2 separate regions of the Macaca mulatta genome follow, and region 2 is linked to region 1. The links are chromatin contacts, called in public Hi-C maps. All regions are on one chromosome and are shown on one strand. The core of a region is the stretch at or near the end of the contact, and the rest is flanking DNA. Distances in the headings are between cores, read along the strand shown.

Evidence for each region. A called contact is a pair of places that touch in the nucleus more often than the background predicts.
Region 2: a Hi-C map of fetal cortex germinal zone shows a contact between it and region 1, with 2.0 times the contacts expected there. The contact joins the promoter of MTF2 here to the promoter of TMED5 in region 1. A contact is called at or near these places in 2 of 14 Hi-C or Micro-C datasets (fetal cortex germinal zone and liver).

The regions. Positions count from the first base shown.
Region 1 is chr1:147,119,627-147,125,845 of T2T-MMU8v2.0, forward strand. TMED5 (transmembrane p24 trafficking protein 5) reads left to right here and starts at 3,029. Exons shown (of 4, transcript NM_001266841.2): 1 at 3,029-3,446. The coding sequence starts at 3,258. It overlaps CCDC18 (coiled-coil domain containing 18), which reads right to left and starts at 3,770. Exons shown (of 29, transcript XM_028847494.2): 1 at 2,646-3,770.
Region 2 is chr1:147,220,110-147,226,328 of T2T-MMU8v2.0, forward strand. It overlaps MTF2 (metal response element binding transcription factor 2), which reads right to left and starts at 2,443. Exons shown (of 16, transcript XM_077952975.1): 1 at 2,192-2,443.

The DNA of each region.
Region 1 (6,219 bases), core at 1,779-4,278:
ATAGTTCCCCTTTTCTAAGCATACCCGATCTTCCTAGCAATTGTTAAGTATTTTCATTCCATGTTAAGGAAACAAAGAATTAGACATTAAATAACTTGCTCAAAGTCCCACAAACTGTAAATGGTGAAATCAAGACTTGAATCCAAGTCACTAGGATGCAAAGACCATTAAATTATGTCTCATTGTAGCTTTATTACTTATTACATATCAATTTCAATATGAGGTGTTTGAACTTTCACAATCACACTACGAGTACTACACATCTGATTAAATGGTATCATTACAGTCATTCATATTTTGTTAGAAGGGAATTTATTACCACATAAAAGTTATCTCGTCCTTCTACGCCCAATAGTTACAAAATTTAAAAAACACACATTTACAAGTCACAACCATAGGGATCAAAATAACATTTGGCAGGTCAACTTAAAGAAATAAACGAAGAAAAGCTTTTGCTTCTTCAGTGGATGAGTATCTCTAGGGTTGTGTAACTACTAAATTTCTTTGCATATAAAAAACCATAATAAAGCATCATATTTTATTATTGTAATTAATACAATAAAAAAACTAAAGCTTTATAATCTCCACTACTTCTGTAGAGCTTTCTGCGCAATCTTAAAATTACATTCCTCTTTCAGATCCCATTTACCTTTTTCATTGTAGCATTTCCTTCAACGCCCTTCTTAGCATTCTGCTCCCATCCCAGGTTCCAAAAGGGTGGGAGTCCTGTCATTACGTTCAGGACTGCAATGTACTTACAGAGGCTCAATATTTTGAATGAATTAACAAATACTAAACTATCCTTCCTTCCCTCAACCAGTCAGAATGGTATGCTACATTTATTCCCCACTCAAAAATTCTCAAATGTAGGGAGGAAGATTAAAAAGAAAACTCCCACCTTAAGGAAAGAAAGTGGCAGGAAATTAAATGAGATACTGTGTAATCTTAATAGACAAACTGGTTCTATCCTCTTTCCCTTTTTTGTTTCCACAAATTTCCTTCTGCTTAAGTGACAAGACTCTCGCAGACAAGTCAATAAATCAGGTCCCCATCTTGCTTTATCTATTCAACATCTCTAGCTCTCTGTAGGATGGTGAAGGAGAAAAGGGTTGAGAAAATTGGGCAAAATCTATAATGCCATCTGGTATTATATATTTCGTCTTAAATCAGGTTTTAGTTCAACATCTGTGTATTTTCATGTAAGAAATAACTGTCAGACCGGGAGCGGTGGCTCACGCCGGTAATCCCAACACTTTGGGAGGTTGAGGCAGGTGGATCACGAGGTCAGGAGTTAAAACCTGGTGAAGATGGTGAAACTCCGTCTCTACTAAAAATACAAAAAAATTAGGCATGGTGGCGGGCGCCTGTAATCTCAGCTCTGGGGAGGCTGAGGCAGAGAATTGCATGAACCCGGGAGGCGGAGGTAGCAGTGAGCCGAGATCACACCACTGCACTCCAGCCTGGGCAACAGAGTGAGACTCCGTCAAGAAAGGGGAGGGGAGGGGAGGGCAGGAGAGGGGAGGGGAGGAGGGGAGGAGGGGAGGAGGGGACGGGAGGAGAGGAAAGGGGAAAGGAAAAAGGAAAGAAAGGCAGACAGAAAGACAGAAAGGGAGGAAGGGAGGGAGGGAGGAAGGAAGGAAAGAAAGAAAAGAAAGAAAAGAGAAGAGGAGGAAAAGAAAAGAAAGAAGAAAGAAAGGAAAGAGAGAGAGAGAAAGAAAGAAAGAAAGAAAGAAAGAAAGAAAGAAAGAAAGAAAGAAAGAAAGAAAGAAAGAAAGAAAGAAAGACAGACAGAGAGGAAGGAAGGAAGGAAGGAAGGAAGGGAGGGAGGGAGGGAGGGAGGGGGAGGGGAGAGGAGGATGAACTCCCTAACTCTTCTGCCGTAGCAATGAATATATTTGATACTAAAATGTTTTCATTTTCCTAGTGGGCCATTTACTGTCAGATGAATGCCCTTAACCTCAATTTACAGTAGTTACCCAAAACAGTATATCTTCACTGACTGAATACCAAGAAAAGCACATCATCCTACTCATGGACCTTAACAACATCATCTTTGGGCCCTAATTAAGAATGTGTTTGTAGGTTTGCACACGCACACCCATCAAACGAAGGACAAGTGTTCTTTTATACCCTATGTATGTGATACAATGGGCTGCAGTTGAAAAAGATTCCTCATTTTGGAAAGAGGTCATAACTTTGTATAGTAGTCTCCTGTCTCAAGATTGCTTGACACAGCTGATCCCGCATCCGTCTGAAAGAAGCAGGGGTCGGGGGCGGACGTGACATCTTCCTTTCAGTTTGTTTTTTTTTTAAGGAAATACTTTTTTTTTTTTTTTTTAATTTTATGGAGACAGTGTCTCGCCATATTGCCAAAGCTGGCCTCGAACTCCTGGGTTCAAGCAATCCTCCTGCCTTGGCCTCCCAAAATGCTGAGATAACAGGCCTGAGCCACTGCGCCCAGACTCCTATTTTTCATCAAATAAAATACAACCGTTCAGAGGAGCATGCTCAGCAACCGCAAGGACCAGTCCCAGCGCATCCAAGGTGCCGGGAGGGAAAGGAACAAAACTCCCCCAGGTAAGCTGTTTTCCCCACGCCAAGGGGCAGTCGCTCACCACCCAAGTCGCAGCTGGGGAGAGACTCACCCGGCGACTGCGCGCTTCGCACTCGAGTCTACGTTAGGAAGCCTATGACCCTCTCCAGGGCCCCTGCGCTTGGAAGCCTCGGACGCTACTTGGAGAACCAGCGAACCCCGGCAGCACGGAATTCGAACCGCCGCGGGAGCCGTTGGCACACGCCTACCCGGCCGCTGCCCCGCCCCAGCGCAGACTGCGTGAGGCGCCGCCGGAGGCGCGGGGCTTGCCGGGAATCGTGGTCGGCGAGCGCGTCCGAGCCCACTAGCCGAGCCCGCCCGGGACTACATTTCCCACAATCACCGCCAGGATGCCCATTGGTGGGGGAAGCCATGGGAACCAGAGGCCGTCAGTGGGAGAGGCGGGCGGCGCTCACGCCTGGCCTGAGGGGGCCGAGACTGAGGCGGTGGCGGAACGGGGCTGCTGGCCCCGCCCTGAGTCCCTACCCTTTGGAGGACTGCGCTTCTCCTTCGGAGGGAGTGTTCGCCGCCGCCGCCGCGGCCGCCACTTGGAGTTTCTTCAGACTCCAGATTTCCCTGTCAACCACGTGGAGTCCAGAGAGGAAACGCGGAGCGGAGACAGCAGTATCCCACGCCTCTTGCAGCCCGGATCACCCCAGCAGGGATGGGCGACAAGACCTGGCTGCCCTTCCCCGTGCTCCTTCTGGCCGCTCTGCCTCCGGTGCTGCTGCCTGGAGCGGCCGGCTTCACACCTTCCCTCGACAGCGACTTCACCTTTACCCTTCCCGCCGGCCAGAAGGAGTGCTTCTATCAGCCCATGCCCCTGAAGGCCTCGCTGGAGATCGAGTACCAAGTAAGTGCGGAGGATAAACCAGCCTCCTTCCTTTAACCCAGCTACACTGCGTTGTCGCCTCTCACCCGTTTAGAAACTTCTGGTGGACGGCCCGGGTGGTGAAGAGGCGAGGGTCGTCCGGGAAGCCGGCCCGCTCTGCGCAGGCGCGCGAGGCGAGGCAAGGCGAGGCTCACGCTGAGGCCGGGGACCCAGAACTTAGGCTGGACCTGGAATTGACAACTACCCCGCCTAATCCCCTTTCCTTCGGTCGGAAAGAGGCCAGAACTGGTGATGTCGCTGGCTTTTCTGTTTCGTAATTCGCCTATCGCTTTTCTTAGCCACTACACGCTCCGATACTGAGAATTTCACAATGCGGAACTGATACACGTTCTCCTTCATCATTGGACGAGGTGATGACACTTGTTTGAATCACCCCCACCCCTTTCACACAATTCAGATGTTACAGATCTTCACTGTCTTTGCTTCAGTTAAGGGTTTTTGAATTATGATCATGTAATTATCACTAAGCCCAATTTTGAAATTTTTTGGAAGAGGCTGTTGCTATATTTAATCATACATTGCCGTTTAAGTTATATATGCATTATTTTCAAAAGATCAAATCGTATATTAAAACTTTATAACCTTTCCTTTCTTTTCATTGAGCATTGTAAGCATTTCCCTCGTGTCATTTTTTTTGGGGGGGGGGGGTTGTTTGTTTTTTTTTTTTTTTTTTTGAGACGGAGTCTCGCTCTGTTGCTCAGGCTAGAGTTGGAGTGCAGTGGCGCAATCTCGGCTCACTGCTGCAACCTCTACCTCCCGGGTTCAAGCGATTCCCCTGCCTCAGCCTCCCGAATGGCTGAGATTACTGACGTGCGTCACCACGCCCAGCTAATTTTTGTATTTTTAGTAGAGACAGCGTTTCACCATGTTGGCCAGGCTGGTCTCGAACTCTCGACCTCAGGAGATCCTCCCGCCTCGGCCTTCCAAAGTGCTGGGATTACAGGCGTGAGCCACCATGCCCAGCATGTTTTCTTTTTAGTATCTGCATAATATTCTTGCTGGGAATTACCTTATTTTATGTAGTCATGCTAGTAGGGGGTAATTTCTTAGAAGAAATCTTGTTCGTTCCACACAGCAAATTTCGATGTTTTCAGGTAGCAGTACAGGAAAAAAAAAAAAAAAAAAAAAAAAAAAAAAAAAAAAAAAAAAAAAAACAGCATTGATGTGTTTCATTTTTCAGTGTTTTAGAAGTCAATTATCATCAAATGTTAATTTTTTAACTTGATGTAGAGAATTGTTTTTAAATACCAGGTACTGTCACATACAGAGCAAAATTAAAAGTTGTAGAATTTTTTATACGATGAAACTTAAGGATTAAGTTGTATATAGGTACACAAGATAAGCACAGAGAAGAAAATATCTAAAAATCACATAGTGAGCAAAACTGAGGCTAAAACTCAGTGTTTCTTGATTTCCAGTAAAGTTCAAAAGTTCAGCATTTACTGAACAGTTAATACGTGCCAGGAATTGTGCATGGAGGGGGCGGGAGACTAGGGGAAGCGAGGTTGTGGAGGTTGTAGGTAAAAGAGAAAGAAAGAATCCCTCTTCTCAAAGAGCTTAATAAGGGTTACTGGCTCATAAACAGGTAATTTCAATAAAGGATGGCTAAGTACCAGTAGAGGAGGATCACTTCTAAGGGTTTCAGAAGAGGATTCCTGGAGAAAATAAAATTTAATCCAGAAAGATGCTTAATTGAGATGAAAATGCAAGGAACAAGGGACATTTCAGAAAAAGGAACAAAAAGACCCATAGTTCTTAAAATACATAGTGTAAGTGGGGATGGTTAGTGTGTAGTGGACACTACAAGTACTGCGTTTGTATTAGACTTTAAGACATAAAGTCTAGGGTGGGAGTAGCAGAAAAGGACATCAGAGAGGCCAGAAGGCTGGGGTCTTGAAGCCTCAATCATAGCCTTGTTTGTCATGCTGTGTAGGTTTTCCTTAATTTTGTGCAAGTCCATTTAAGATTTAAAGAGATCACTGGATGCAGTGTGGAAAATGGATTTAAGGAGAGCAAAATTGGAGTCAAGGAAACCAACTAGAGGGCTAGTGAAATAGTCTAGATAAGAAAACAATTTGTATTAATTTAAAAACTTCAGTATTTACACACATTAGGGAAGATATCTATTTTAACTCCTGTCCTCTTACAGTTAAGAGCACCAGCTCAACCTTAGCCTGGGTTCAAATCTTGAGTCTGCCTACTTAAAACTTATGTGATCTTCTCACTTGTAAAATAGAGATAATAATTGTAACCACATCATAGAGCTGATTTGAAAAACATGAGTTAATAAATGCTCATATTCAATGTAAAGTGGTCTATTAACATATGCTAATAGATCATCCCTGACACATAGTAAATAGTCAGTGAATGTTAGTTTTACATTTATACCTCTATAGTTACATAGCTGGCTTGGTTTAGCTTTATTCTTTACATCTTTAGTGACTCTTAAAGGTACTGTTCTTTTTTTTTTTTTTTTTTTTTTGAGACAGAGTCTCCCTCTGCCACCCAGGCTGGAGTGCAGTGGCGCGACCTAAGTCCACTGCAACCTTCATCTCCTGAGTTCAAGTGATTCTGCCGCCTCAGCTTCCTGAGTAGCTGGATTACAGGCATGTGCCACCACACTCAGCTAATTTTTGTATTTTTAGTAGAGGCGGGGTTTCACCATCTTGGCCAGACTGGTCTCAAACTCCTGATCTCAAGTGATCCGCCAGCCTCAGCCTCCAAAGTTCTGGGA
Region 2 (6,219 bases), core at 1,193-3,692, 100 kb after region 1:
TGTTCAATACCCACATGTGGCTACTGGCTACTGTACTGGATACAGCAGATATAGAACACTGCCATCACTGGAGAAATTTCTACTAGATAGCACTCTAATACCTAAGAAATATCCACAGGGAAACTTTTACATTCCAATTTAGGATTGTTATACTGGATTTCACAGCAATAAACAAATTTTCCTGAAGAACAGGGAAAACAAAGTACAAACATATTAGCCATCAAAGATCGTTCATGAAAGTGTAGACTAACTAAAACAGCAGTTAAGTTTTACTTTCAGAACCATCAAGCTACAGATGTTGGTCACAGCAACTCCTCAGTTTCTTCAAGTCAGATGTAGAGATTATGCTGAAAAATGATTAAAGCAAATTATCCTTAAAAGATCCCACAAAAAGGAATATTTATAATCCATGAAATCAAAGAGTTAATGACCCACAGTAAAATACACAGAATAAAATGTCTTTCCCAACAGAGCTTTGAGGAAACGGGGATAATTTAAAGAACTATTAAATATAATTGTGTCATCTAGAAAAAAGGCTTAACAAGATGATTTCTGTACAACTAGTTCTAAAACTGTGTGTGCATTTCATCCTGATAGTCACACATTTCCGTTAATACCCACTAACATTATAAATGTAGTATCAGGAAGCAGGTGCGTTCTTAATTCAAATACTTAGAACAGTTTTAGCACTTTAAAAAACTGCAGGTGAACTAATTTTAAAATGTGAATTCAAATACATTTTTATATTTAGGAATCTGGAAAAACAACAGTCATTTTGTATTCCCTCTCAAGTTATAACTAAACTATCGGGCACTTAAAGCCATCAGTCAAAACAACTCCCTTTAAAGCACTTTCAAACCTTAAAAAGGTTATAATGAATTTAATTACATTTTATCCACATTAACTACTTCTACATTCAACTATCTTTGAAATTTACTGACAAAAAAAAAAAAAAAAAAGGAATTCCCAAGAGAGAATGAAAGCATGGAAATTGAAACCACCTTATAGGCTAGGTATACAGCAGGGTCACATGGAATCGACCTGAAGGAGAAAGTAACTACTATTACCACCGGAGGTTCTGGAGTCAAATTAAATCAGGTACTATTTACATATTTCTAGCTCTGTACTGACCTCACATGGTGCTTTCCTATGTATTACACACAGGCCTAGCTAGGTTTTCACATTTAAGTTAGGGTTACATGGTTTCTATCTTTAACCAAAGTTAAATGTTTTAAAGAATAGAGTAACATTCCACAAGCCTTTTCCCATTGTTCACAAACCCTTGCTGTTTGTCAGATCACCCCGATAAATCCATCTGTTCCCTCTAAATGCTTCCAAAGAAAAATTCAAGCAACCAAGGACACCAGATAGTAAAACACAGTCAGAGTTAGAGTTCTGGCACTACCGAAATATGTTAACAAATCTTGGCAAATTAGTTAAAATTCCTTAAGCCGTAATTACCTCAGTTGTAAGAATACAATACAAATCTACATCCTAGTTGTAGATTGTATGAGTTAGGTATAATTAAACAGAAGAAAGGCCTCAGATTTTCGGTGAGTTCCAAATATAAGGTACCCAGCTCTCCCCCATCTCACTTTCCCTTCCACCTCTTCCCTTTAAGCTTTCAGGTTGTGCTTCCACCTCCACTTCAGTGTGTTCCCCTTATCCTTACCAGCACCTACACTCGAACCCCTTTACTCCAATTCCATACAATTTCACCACCCTCCGATTCCAAGCTGCTACTTCCCTTTGCGCACTGCTAAGGTCCCAGGCAACCCTCCACTCTGCTCCCCACATTTCCCTCAGCCCCCATTTCCCAACGGCTCCTCCTCTCGGCTCCCCACTCCCTCGTCACCAGGTTCATCCTGCCCCTCCAACCGTCTCCCGCCCCCAGGTTCCTTCCTGCCCTCCAAACACAGCTTCCCCGTCTCAACGTTTCATCTTCCTCCAACAGACTCCCCCAACGACCTACTTGCTCCTTTAGTCCCTATTTTCTCCAACACTCAACTGACTACTCCTCTTCATCCATTCTTTTCAATATACACATAAATGCAAAGGCACCCACATACAGGAGCCCCCACCCCCACCTTGGTCCTCCATCTTTCCCTTTTATACATGCTTCCTTTCTTCCTCCTTCTCCCCCACCCCCATCTCCTCCGGAAGAGTCTGTTCCCAGGCCAAGGTCTCTCACCTCATTCGGTCACTTCAGTGGTGCCAACCGCTTCATACAGGAAAAAACAACCAATCCGTCCCCGTGGGCGCTTCCCCTGCGAGTCCGAGCACTTACTGGGCACCTGCCCCACCGGGTACCTGGCACATATGCACGCACAAACCGAGGTCTTTGGAGACGAGGGTAGGGGGTAGAATGAGCTTTCTTACACTGGCCTCAAACACAGCCCACTTCAATACAGCCCCTCGCCATTTTGGTTTCCCGCGGACTGCCGGTGCATTCTGGGAGCGCGGAGCGACTCCGGTGCCGAATGGCAGCTCTCCAAAGCCGCGGGGGGGCAGGGACTGCGCGGCGAGCGCGGAGGAACACCGCGTCCTGCGTCCCCGGCTGGGGCTGAACAAAGAAGGACTCTTTAACGTTGCAGTGAGGCTCAGTCCTTCCGCCGCCCGGGCTAACACAATAGTGAGCGCTGTGCTTCTGATCGGCGGCTGGCTGGGTCTGTTATACGGGAAAGGGTCGTGTGCGACCTTCGGTGTGCGTGGTCGTGACGGTGCTCTGTGCATCTTGCTGGGCCGATTTCTTTTCCCTGGAGAAAATCTTAACTGAAGTACGTTTCCTCTACCTTCATCCTGAGGCCTGCTGTTAGAATTTCCTTCAGCGGGGAGAAGACCCGAGATGTCGAGATTTAATTTTATTCAGCGATTCACTGTCCAGTCCCAAACTGCTTATCAGGAGCTGCTTTTATGAAAGACTTTCAGACGATTTTTTTCCTAACGATGAAAGGTTGTTTTCTGTTTACCCGCTTTGCAGTCCTTCCTAGCTGTAATGAAATCTGAGAATAGTCCCCTGCAAAATGGTTTAAGAAAACAATTGTTTATTAGTGCAGACCCTTAGCCTGCCCAGATTCTGCTGCCTACAGGGGTCCCAACTGACAAGCTGTGAGATTGTATGCTTGTCTCTTTAACTTACACCTAGACACAACCCAGCTCCTCTTAGTAGCCACGTGTGGAATCTTTCTTTATAACTTCGTCAAAATATTTTTAAAACCATTTTATATTTTTGTCTCATACTATGTCACAGGGATAGTGGACACCGTATTTTTTCTGTCTCTGAAAAAGTACCTCTTGTGGTCTAAGCTCATTTGGCTCATACTTCATAAGGGGTTCCCTCAGCCTGTGATCTCAGAATTTGGCAAATAAGCATATTCATTTTACCCAATACCATTCAATACTTTAAATATTGTGGTTGAACCCTTCCACTCCTCTGCTTCTCCTGAATAATAGTCCTAACCTTTTAAGTCTGTCTTCTTAGTGTGCCCTCATTGTATCTACTTACCTACTACCTTTCAGGTTTCACTTTATTTCAATTTTGATCATCGTCTCTCATAAATTCGTCTTAAGTGACCTTCATACGTTGGCTGAGGAAAATTTTGACTTAAAAAAAGTAGATGCAGCCGGGCGCGGTGGCTCATGCCTGTAATCCCAGCACTTTGGGAGGCCTAGACGGGCAGATCACCTGAGGTCGGGAATTCGAGACCAACCTGACCAACATAGAGAAACCGTGTCTCTACTAAAAATACAAAATTGGCCAGGTGTGGTGGCACATGCCTGTAATCCCAGCTACTCGGGAGGCTGAGGCAGGAGAATCGCTTGAACCTGGTAGGCGGAGGTTGAGGTGAGCCGAGATCAGGCCATTGCACTCCAGCCTAGACAACAAGAGCAAAAACTCCATCTCAAAGAAAAAAAGTAGATGCATTACCATTCAGGAGCATGGCATTAAGGTCAATAAATAAAATATTAAAAACTAGATGCATTCCAAAAATTAATAAAGATATTGCACAAACAGATGTATTTGCTGTGCAGCTAAGCCTAATCATAGAACACCTGTTTTGGAGAACATTTGGTCTCAGTTTTCCTCAGCTTTCTGTAAAGTGGTCAACAAGCCTCAACTTCAGAATCTTCAGTGATTCAATACTTCAGAGGCATTCATTTCCACCTCAGAAACTCTAATAATTTAGGCTCTTTGGCTACACAAAAGTATTCTAATCCCTTATACATTAGAGAAGTCAATTATGCCTCTATCGAAAAAAGTTTATTTTTCTGTGCAAACGTGTGAGTACAAAGGTGTAAGCAAACATTTTAAGGAAACCAAGTGTTCAGAGATTTAAGGACACTCAGGGAGTCACAGTCAAATATAGAGAATACCTGTCAGCCAGCCACCAGCAGCTCGCTCCTGTAATCTCAGTACTTTGAAAGGCCAAGGTAGAAGGATCACTTGAGCTGGGGAGTTCAAGACCAGTCTGCAGTCTGGGCAACATAGTGAGACCCTGTCTCTACAAAAAATTTAAAAATTAGCTGGGCCCCTGCCTGTAGTCCCAGCTATTCAGGAGGCTGAGGTAGTAGGATTACTTGAGCCCAGAAAATCTAGGCTGCTGCCCTCCAGCCTGGGCGACACCGAGACTGCCAAAAAAAAAACAAACAAACAAACAAACAAACAAAAAAACCTGCTGTAATTGTGGTTCCTCAGAAATATAAAGCAAAGTGAACTCTGGGTAAGAGTAAACTGTACTCTTTATTGTTGTATGTATTTCTGTGAACATCCTTACGGTCATTCATAAGTATTCTGGTTCCCCTCTCTGTTCCAGACACAGTAAAATTGCACTTTCTGGCTGGGCACGGTGGCCACGCTTGTAATCCCAGCATTTTGGGAGGCCAAGGCGGGCAGATCACTTGAGGTCAGGAATTCCAGACTAGCGTGGCCAACATGCCAAAACTCTGTCTCTACTAAAAATACAAAAATTAGCTGGGCATGGTGGTGTACGCCTGTAATCCCAGCTATTCGGGAGGCTGAGGCAGAGAATCACTTGAACCCGGGAGGCAGAGGTTGCAGTGAGCCAAGATTGCACCACTGCACTCCAACCTAGGCGACAGAGGGAGACTCTGTCTCAAAGAAAAAAGAAAAACAAATTGCACTCTCTTGCACCCCTGAAGTTAATTGCTTTGACCAATAAATGGGTGACATGTATCACTTATCAGGAGAATCTTTAAGAAGCAGAGGCACATCTCCCTCCCCCATGTTATGGTAATCATGGAAGCTTGTGTTGAGATAGAATGTCTGTAGCTTTCAGTTCCTAAATGTCTACAATAAGCAGTGACTAGAATTGTGCAATCATCACCACAATCTGCTTTTAAGACATTTCCATCACCCCCCAGGAATTCATTATGCCCATTTGCAGTCAACCCTCCTTCCAAGCCCTAGGCAATTTGCTATCTGCTTTCTGACAATTTCGCATAAATGATTTCATACAGTAAGTAGTCTTTTGCATCTGGCTTCTTTCACTCAAAATGATATTTTTTAGGTTCATCTACATTGTACCAGTCAGTAGTTCTTTCTTTTTATTGCTAAATAGACTCCATTTGAATGAATGTACTAATTTTGTTTATCCATTCACCAGTTGAAGGACATTTAGGCTATTACGAATAAGACTGCTATGAACATTTCTGTACAAGTCTTTGTGTGGACATTCATTTTTTATTTTTCTTGAGTAGATCCCTAGAAGTGGAATTACAGAGTTGTATGGTAAGTTTATGTTTAACTTTTTAAGATACTGCCAAACAGTTTTCCAAAGTGTAAACAATATATAAGCCTTCCATTTTCCCAATATCCTCACTGATACTTGTTGTCTATCTTTCTGATTTCACTCATAATAGTAGGGATTGCTAGGCATGGTGGCTCACACCTGTGATCCCAGCACTTTGGGAGGCCAGGGCTGGAGGATTGCTTGAGCCCAGAAGTTTGAGACCAGCCAGGGCAATACAGTGAAACCTCATCTCTAAAACAATTATGTATATATACACATATACATATATATATATATATTTTTTTTTTTTTTTTTTTTTTTGAGATGGAGTCTCTCTCTGTCACCCAGGCTGGAGTGCAGTGGCGCAATCTTGGCTTACTACAACCTCTGCCTCCTGGGTTCAAGCGATTCTCCTGCCTCGGCCTCCTGAATAGCTGGGATTATAGGCGTGCGCCACCACACCCGGCTA